2 separate regions of the Rattus norvegicus genome follow, and region 1 is linked to region 2. The links are chromatin contacts, called in public Hi-C maps. All regions are on one chromosome and are shown on one strand. Each heading gives the region's core, a stretch centred on a gene start, on an enhancer-like site or on the middle of the called end of the contact. The rest is flanking DNA. Distances are from core to core; before and after follow the strand shown.

Region 1 (3,002 bases), core at 27-2,526, 38 kb before region 2:
GCCACCTGGACATGGCAGTTTCTAACTAGTTTAATCCTGGTACAGTAACTTGCTCACAAACTCTCCTCATCTGACAGTGGTCAGGAAAAGTGGTGTCTTAAGGCACTCTCTTCAGTGACTAGAGGTGGGAGGAGGTAGGATTCGATGGGGCGGGGTGTGTTGGGGGCAGGGTCTCTAGTCCGGACTGCTTTAGCTTTGAACTTTCAGCAGCCCTAGCTCCTCCTCTGAGTATTGTGCTGGGCACTCACTCTACAAACTGCCACATCTTAGTTTTGGTCAGTACTTACTCTGTTTAGCTGGGATTGGGGGAAGAAGTTGCTAGAGTATTCGGAATACCTTTGGACTGCTCTCATAGGTCAAAGGGGCTTAATTCCAGAGTAGCGGAGTAGCATAATTTAGCAAAACTCCCAAGATCTGCCCTGGTTATGCTCCCTCAGTCATTTCACCAGTGTGGGGACCAGTTTTCAGAATCTTGATTTTAATAATCATAAAATCTTACCCTTAGAAATACTTAAGGACAAATGAGATAATAGATGTGCAAATTCACACACATACACACACAACCACACACAGACACAACCACACACATACAACTACACACACACACACAACCAAATGACACAATCACACACATACAACCACACACACATATAAGCATACACACATAAGAGCACACACCACACACACACACACACACACACACACACACACACATAACCACACATACACACTAGAAAACAAGATACTCTGGTGATAGTTCAAGGTTTTTTGGCTTGGTTTGGCTTTGGTTTGTTCACAGGTCTAGAACTCATTACGTAAGTCAGGCTAGGATCAGCTCACAGCAGTCTTCCTGATTTCACCTCCAGAGTACTGAGATTTCAGAAGTGAGCCACTACACCTGGTTGGTTCAAGTGTTGTTACAATATTTCATTTGTAGAGCTTATTGTTCCTGGATGGGCAGACGGGGTCAGAAAGAGGAGCTTTGTTTCTGACAGACACTTAGCAGCAGTACTGCCAGGGTTAATTGGCAGCTGACAGTAGGTAGGCAGACTCTAGTGTGCACACTGTTGACCCCAAGCGGCCCTAAAGTCTCATCCCACTCTGGGTCCCGGAGTAATAGCCGCCCGATGCTGCCGCGAGCGCTTCAGAGTTGGAGGGCGGTGCCCAGGACCCTAGTAGGAGACTAGTGGCGCCGCGAGGAGGGCGGGAGGCAGCGGTGGGAGGTGTCGGCCGAGGGAGCCCAGCTCGCCCGAGTCCGGTGTACCAAGGCAGGGGGCCGCGACGCCCAGCACAGGCAGAGCGCTGCCGGGTCCGCGGCGTCCAGACCCGCCATGGGGCTCTCCCGGAGCCCGCGACCGCCGCCGCTAGTGATCCTGCTACTGGTGCTGTCGCTGTGGCTACCCCTTGGAACAGGTAAGTGTCTCCCGTGCACTCGCTCGGCCAGAAACCCCTCGGGCTGTAGGGCAGGCAGGTGGTGAACACAGGCTGCTGCTGCTGAGAAAGCTACAGCTTTTGGTCGCGTTCCTCTGTCCCTGAGTCTCGGGAACTGAAGTAGGAAGCCCAGAGTGTTAGAAAGGGTCTGTTTTCCAAGACTATACAAGAGTGTGGACTCATGTAGGTAGAAAATTCTGGCCACCCAAGCGTCTCCTCGTCCCTGCTTCTACTTCTTCCCTCTTTTGAGGTGCATCTAAAGCAGTCATGGGACAACCTGCAACCAGGACACGACCGAGTCAGTACTCCGGGGAGGTGAGGAGAATCTGATCAGAGGCAGCCTCTGGCTCTTAAGTGGCCTTCAACTCTTCTATCCCGCTTAAGGGAAGCAGAAACTAGGTAGAGGTAAAGAAAGAATTTGCCACAGAATAGGCTTGGAAATTTCCTAACTTTGCTAATCTCACCACCTGGTTTTATTGTTGAGAAGTTTACTGCCAACCTGCTCTCTTCCTACACTGGGATGTGCTTTTTTAATTAATTTATTTGGAGACGGAGTTTCATTCAGTGGACCTATCCTGGAACTAGCTGTGTCTAAGAAGATGACCTTGGACGCCTGCTTTCTGCCTCCCAAGTGCTAGAATTACTGATGTGTGACGCCACACCCTCCTGGTTTATGCTGTGTGGGAATGGAACCAAAGGTGCTGTCGGGTTAACACACAACTGAGCTACAGCCCCAGTCTCACTGAGTACAGGGGTGGTTGTTGCTTGTTTACTTGTGGGGACTTCTCTCTTCTTTTCTTTCTTCCTTTGTTTCTTTCTTTATTCTTGTTGAAATCCATTTGTTTGATAATACTTTTTTAGAATTGAAAACAGATTCTTCTGTCACAATATACAAGCTGACCACAGTTTCCTCCCCTCTCAACTTCCCCCACCTTTTCTCTCCCCTGAATACACTCCCCCTCCATTTCCTTTCAGAAGAGAGCAGGCCTCCAAGAGAAAACAACCAAACATGACAAAGTATGATGCAATAAGGCCAGGCAAAAGCCTCATATTGAGGCCGAACAAGGCAACCCAACAGAGGAAAAGAGTCCCAAGAGCAGGCAAGAGTCAGAGACAGCCACTCCCACTGTCAGGGGTCCCACAGATTCAGTGTAAGGAGCTCCCATCAGGTCATATGGCTCCCCCAGCAAGGTGCCCAGTACAGTGCCTTCCCCAGAGCGTAAGTGATATACAGTACCAGTTTTTTTTTTGGCATTAAATAGTTCAGGACCTGATGTAGAACCATGTCTACCCCAAGGAAGAGAAGCCTAAAGACCATAATAATCCATGGAAAGACTCTCAAGACTTTAGGAATGAGGAAGGGCACTCAGAGCTGCATTGTGGGTCTCCTGCCAGAGGCCTAGTGGGAAAACAAAGCAAAAACAAACACCCTAGCCTGTATGGAAGGAATCCCAAGTGAGAGAGTGAGGAGCACATGAGCCGTAACTCCAGCCCTCTCCAGGCTAGCCTGGGCTACATTCACAGCAACACCCTGTCGACAAAAAAAAAGTTCAGGGGGTAGGGAAGGGTAG
Region 2 (2,989 bases), core at 410-2,909:
AACCCCTCACCTTTTATTTTTAAGACAGATTCTTTTATATTTATTTATTTCAAATCATGTGGATGAGTGTTTTGCCTGTGTGTGTGTGTGTGTGTGTGTGTGTGTGTGTGTGTGTACCACATGCATGTATAGTGCCTGGTGGCTGAGGAGGTCAGAAGCAGCATCAGATTCTCTGGAACTAGAGTAAAGGATGAACGTAAGCTACTACATGGGTGCTGAGAACCAAACCTAGGTCTTCCGCAAGAGCAACTGGTGCCCTGAACTGTTGAGCCATCTCTCCCGTCCCAGTAGAAATTTTTAGAACATTACATTTTAGGACTGAAATTGCAAAACGTGGGAGGTTGATGCAGGGAGATCAGAAGTTCAAGGCCAGTTCAGGCTCCTTGAGAGTCTCTCAGAAAATAATGACACACACACACACACACCACATATACGCAGAACACAGACACACAACACACACACACACCACATATACGCAGAACACAGACACACACCACACACACACCACATATACGCAGAACACAGACACACACCACACACACAACATACACACACATACACACACCACATATACACACCACACACACACACCACACACACACATACACACACCACACATACACACACCACACATACACACACCACACACACACACACCACATATACACACAACACACACACACAAAACACACACACACACACACACACACACACACACACACACACACACCGGGAAAGTCAGAGACAGAGACAGACAGAAAGGCAAAGGCAAAGTGAGACAGAGAGACAGAGACAGACAGAGATAAACAGAGAGATAGCAATTGCAGAGTATATAAAATCTGGAACTCTGTTTTTATGTTTGGCAAGACAACTTTCTCTGTTTTCTCTGCCACCTAAGGAATTCCAAAACATAACCACTTTCTGGATTCGTTGGCATATGTCTATAATCCCAGCCCTCCAGTGGCTGAGGCAGGAGGATCACAAGTTGCAGGCCTCCTGGACAGGGGGATCTTGATTCAAAATCAAAACCAGGGCCAACCTGAGGGTGCCCCAGGCAAAGGCACCTGCTCCTAAGCCTCATGACCCTGTTCTGGGAAAGCCACGTGGGGAAGAAGAGAACTGGCTCCCCCAAGTTATCCTCCACTCTCCACACAGTCATATAAAACGAATAAAAGATAAAAATGTGGGGCTGGGGATTTAGCTCAGTGGTAGAGCGCTTGCCTAGCAATCGCAAGGCCCTGGGTTCGGTCCCCAGCTCCGGGGCAAAAAAAAAAAAAAAGATAAAAATGTAAAGCAAAGGCCAGCGAGATGGCTCAGCACATAAAGGCACTTGCTGCTAAACTGAGAGCCCGAGTTCAATTCTGGGGACCTGCATGGTGGGAGGAGAGAACCAACTCCGGCAAGTTGTCTTCTGGCCTCCACACATGCTGTGACACACGGGCGACCCCCTCTGAACACAAAAGAAATAAAATGTAATTAAATAATTAAGAACAAAGCGAAAGCTTGGCCAGGTCTGTGAAATGGACGTCCTGGAAAGGTAAAGCAAGAGAGAATAAACACGAATTGGAGTTTCAGCATTCCTGTTACTGAGCGCTCAGCTATCTGCCTGCTACTCTCCCAAGCACCCTAGCGTTACAACACTGACTCGGAAGTCTAAGGTGAACAGGGCTAGAAGCCCCGCCTTCCCAGTGGCTTACTCCACATCTGTGGTTCCTGTGTTTTCCCTCCTCCTACCAGCCCCAATTTCCACTATGTGTCTCTTGAGTCATTATAAGGAATCAGAGGCGAAAGTATGTTAAGTGCTCTGTGCGGTGTTGGAACACAACAACAACAACAACAACAACAACAACAACAACAACAACAACACGAATAACGGTGATTGAGCTGTTGGAAAGTTGGCCCAATCCTCCTGCCTCTGTCCCTTCTGGGCGCCGACCTGCCTCCAGTTAGTGCAGCAACTGCTCTGGGTCCCTCAGCCTGTAGCGCAGCTCGGGCGCGCGGGAGAGGTGGGGGAGTGAGGGTGGGGAGAGTAAGGAAGAGGGGGGAGGGGGCGGCGGGCTGCGAGCTGCTGGCCGCTAATGCAGTCGTCAGTTAATTAGAGGAAAAGGTTATGTCATTAACGGCGGGATCGATGCAAAGGGAATTAGGAAGCTCTGGCAGCAGCACCGCTGCACACTCGGCGCGGGCCAACTCAACGAAAATTCGATACGCATTAGTGCGCGCAGGATCAGCAGCGGCCCAGGGCGGGGAACCTGGGCCTGGGACCTGCGATATGGACCTGCCCTGCAGGGCCCTGGTGCGAAGACCCGGTCTTTCAGAGAGCTTGTGAGGCGTAGTCCCTGCCAGCCTTAGCTTTTCTGGTTCCAGCAATTCCTGAGCTGCTCGCCCCGCTGGCTCTGCTAGGATCCTCTGCAAGTTACAAGGCCCTGACTTCCCTAGACTAGATCAGACCACCTCATCCTCCCTCACAGCACTTGGTTCTTTGCAGCATTTACCTATGCCACTATATGGTCACCTGAGTTTAATTGCATGCCTTTCTACGCACCTCCCCCCTCCACCCAGACTGTTAACCACAGCAGAGTGAGAATTGTGTGTCTGTCTGTCTTGTTTATCTGCAAAGGGCCCGGAATGCAACGGGTGCTCAGTAAATATTTGCAGAAAGAGTGAATTTCCTTAGCAATCCAAAGACTAGGAAGGAGAATTAAGGCTGAAAGAAAGGAATTGACTTTCTCAAGATTGCCCTGATCTTCCAGATGCCCAGCCTCGTTGCTGGAACAGATCTGTTAATCTATTTGAATCTTGGAATCTTGGTTTTCCCAGCTAGAAATAGATGAACTATAGCCACCTTCATGTTAGCTACCAGGAATTGTGCTAACACTTTCTGTGCATCTGCCCATTGAATTAAAGACATTTATGGAGCTGGAACCCGACACTAGTTTTCCCTCACATCTGCAGCTCTCTTCAGGTTACTTTGTTACAGGAGTCCACC

What was found. A called contact is a pair of places that touch in the nucleus more often than the background predicts.
Region 1: a Hi-C map of kidney shows a contact between it and region 2, with 2.3 times the contacts expected there. The contact joins the promoter of Gfra3 here to the enhancer-like site in region 2. A contact is called at or near these places in 3 of 12 Hi-C or Micro-C datasets (hepatocytes, kidney and liver).

The regions. Positions count from the first base shown.
Region 1 is chr18:26,598,499-26,601,500 of GRCr8, reverse strand. It overlaps Gfra3 (GDNF family receptor alpha 3), which reads left to right and starts at 1,276. Exons shown (of 8, transcript NM_053398.1): 1 at 1,276-1,413. The coding sequence starts at 1,332.
Region 2 is chr18:26,560,906-26,563,894 of GRCr8, reverse strand. No RefSeq gene overlaps it. Among named protein-coding and RNA genes, the nearest start is that of Cdc23, 30 kb to the right of the region's middle. Within about 2 kb of position 1,659, at least 14 of the 93 cell types and tissues checked have an H3K27ac peak or open chromatin away from gene starts, as enhancers often do. A contact at or near this core is called in hepatocytes, kidney and liver, where this site is marked.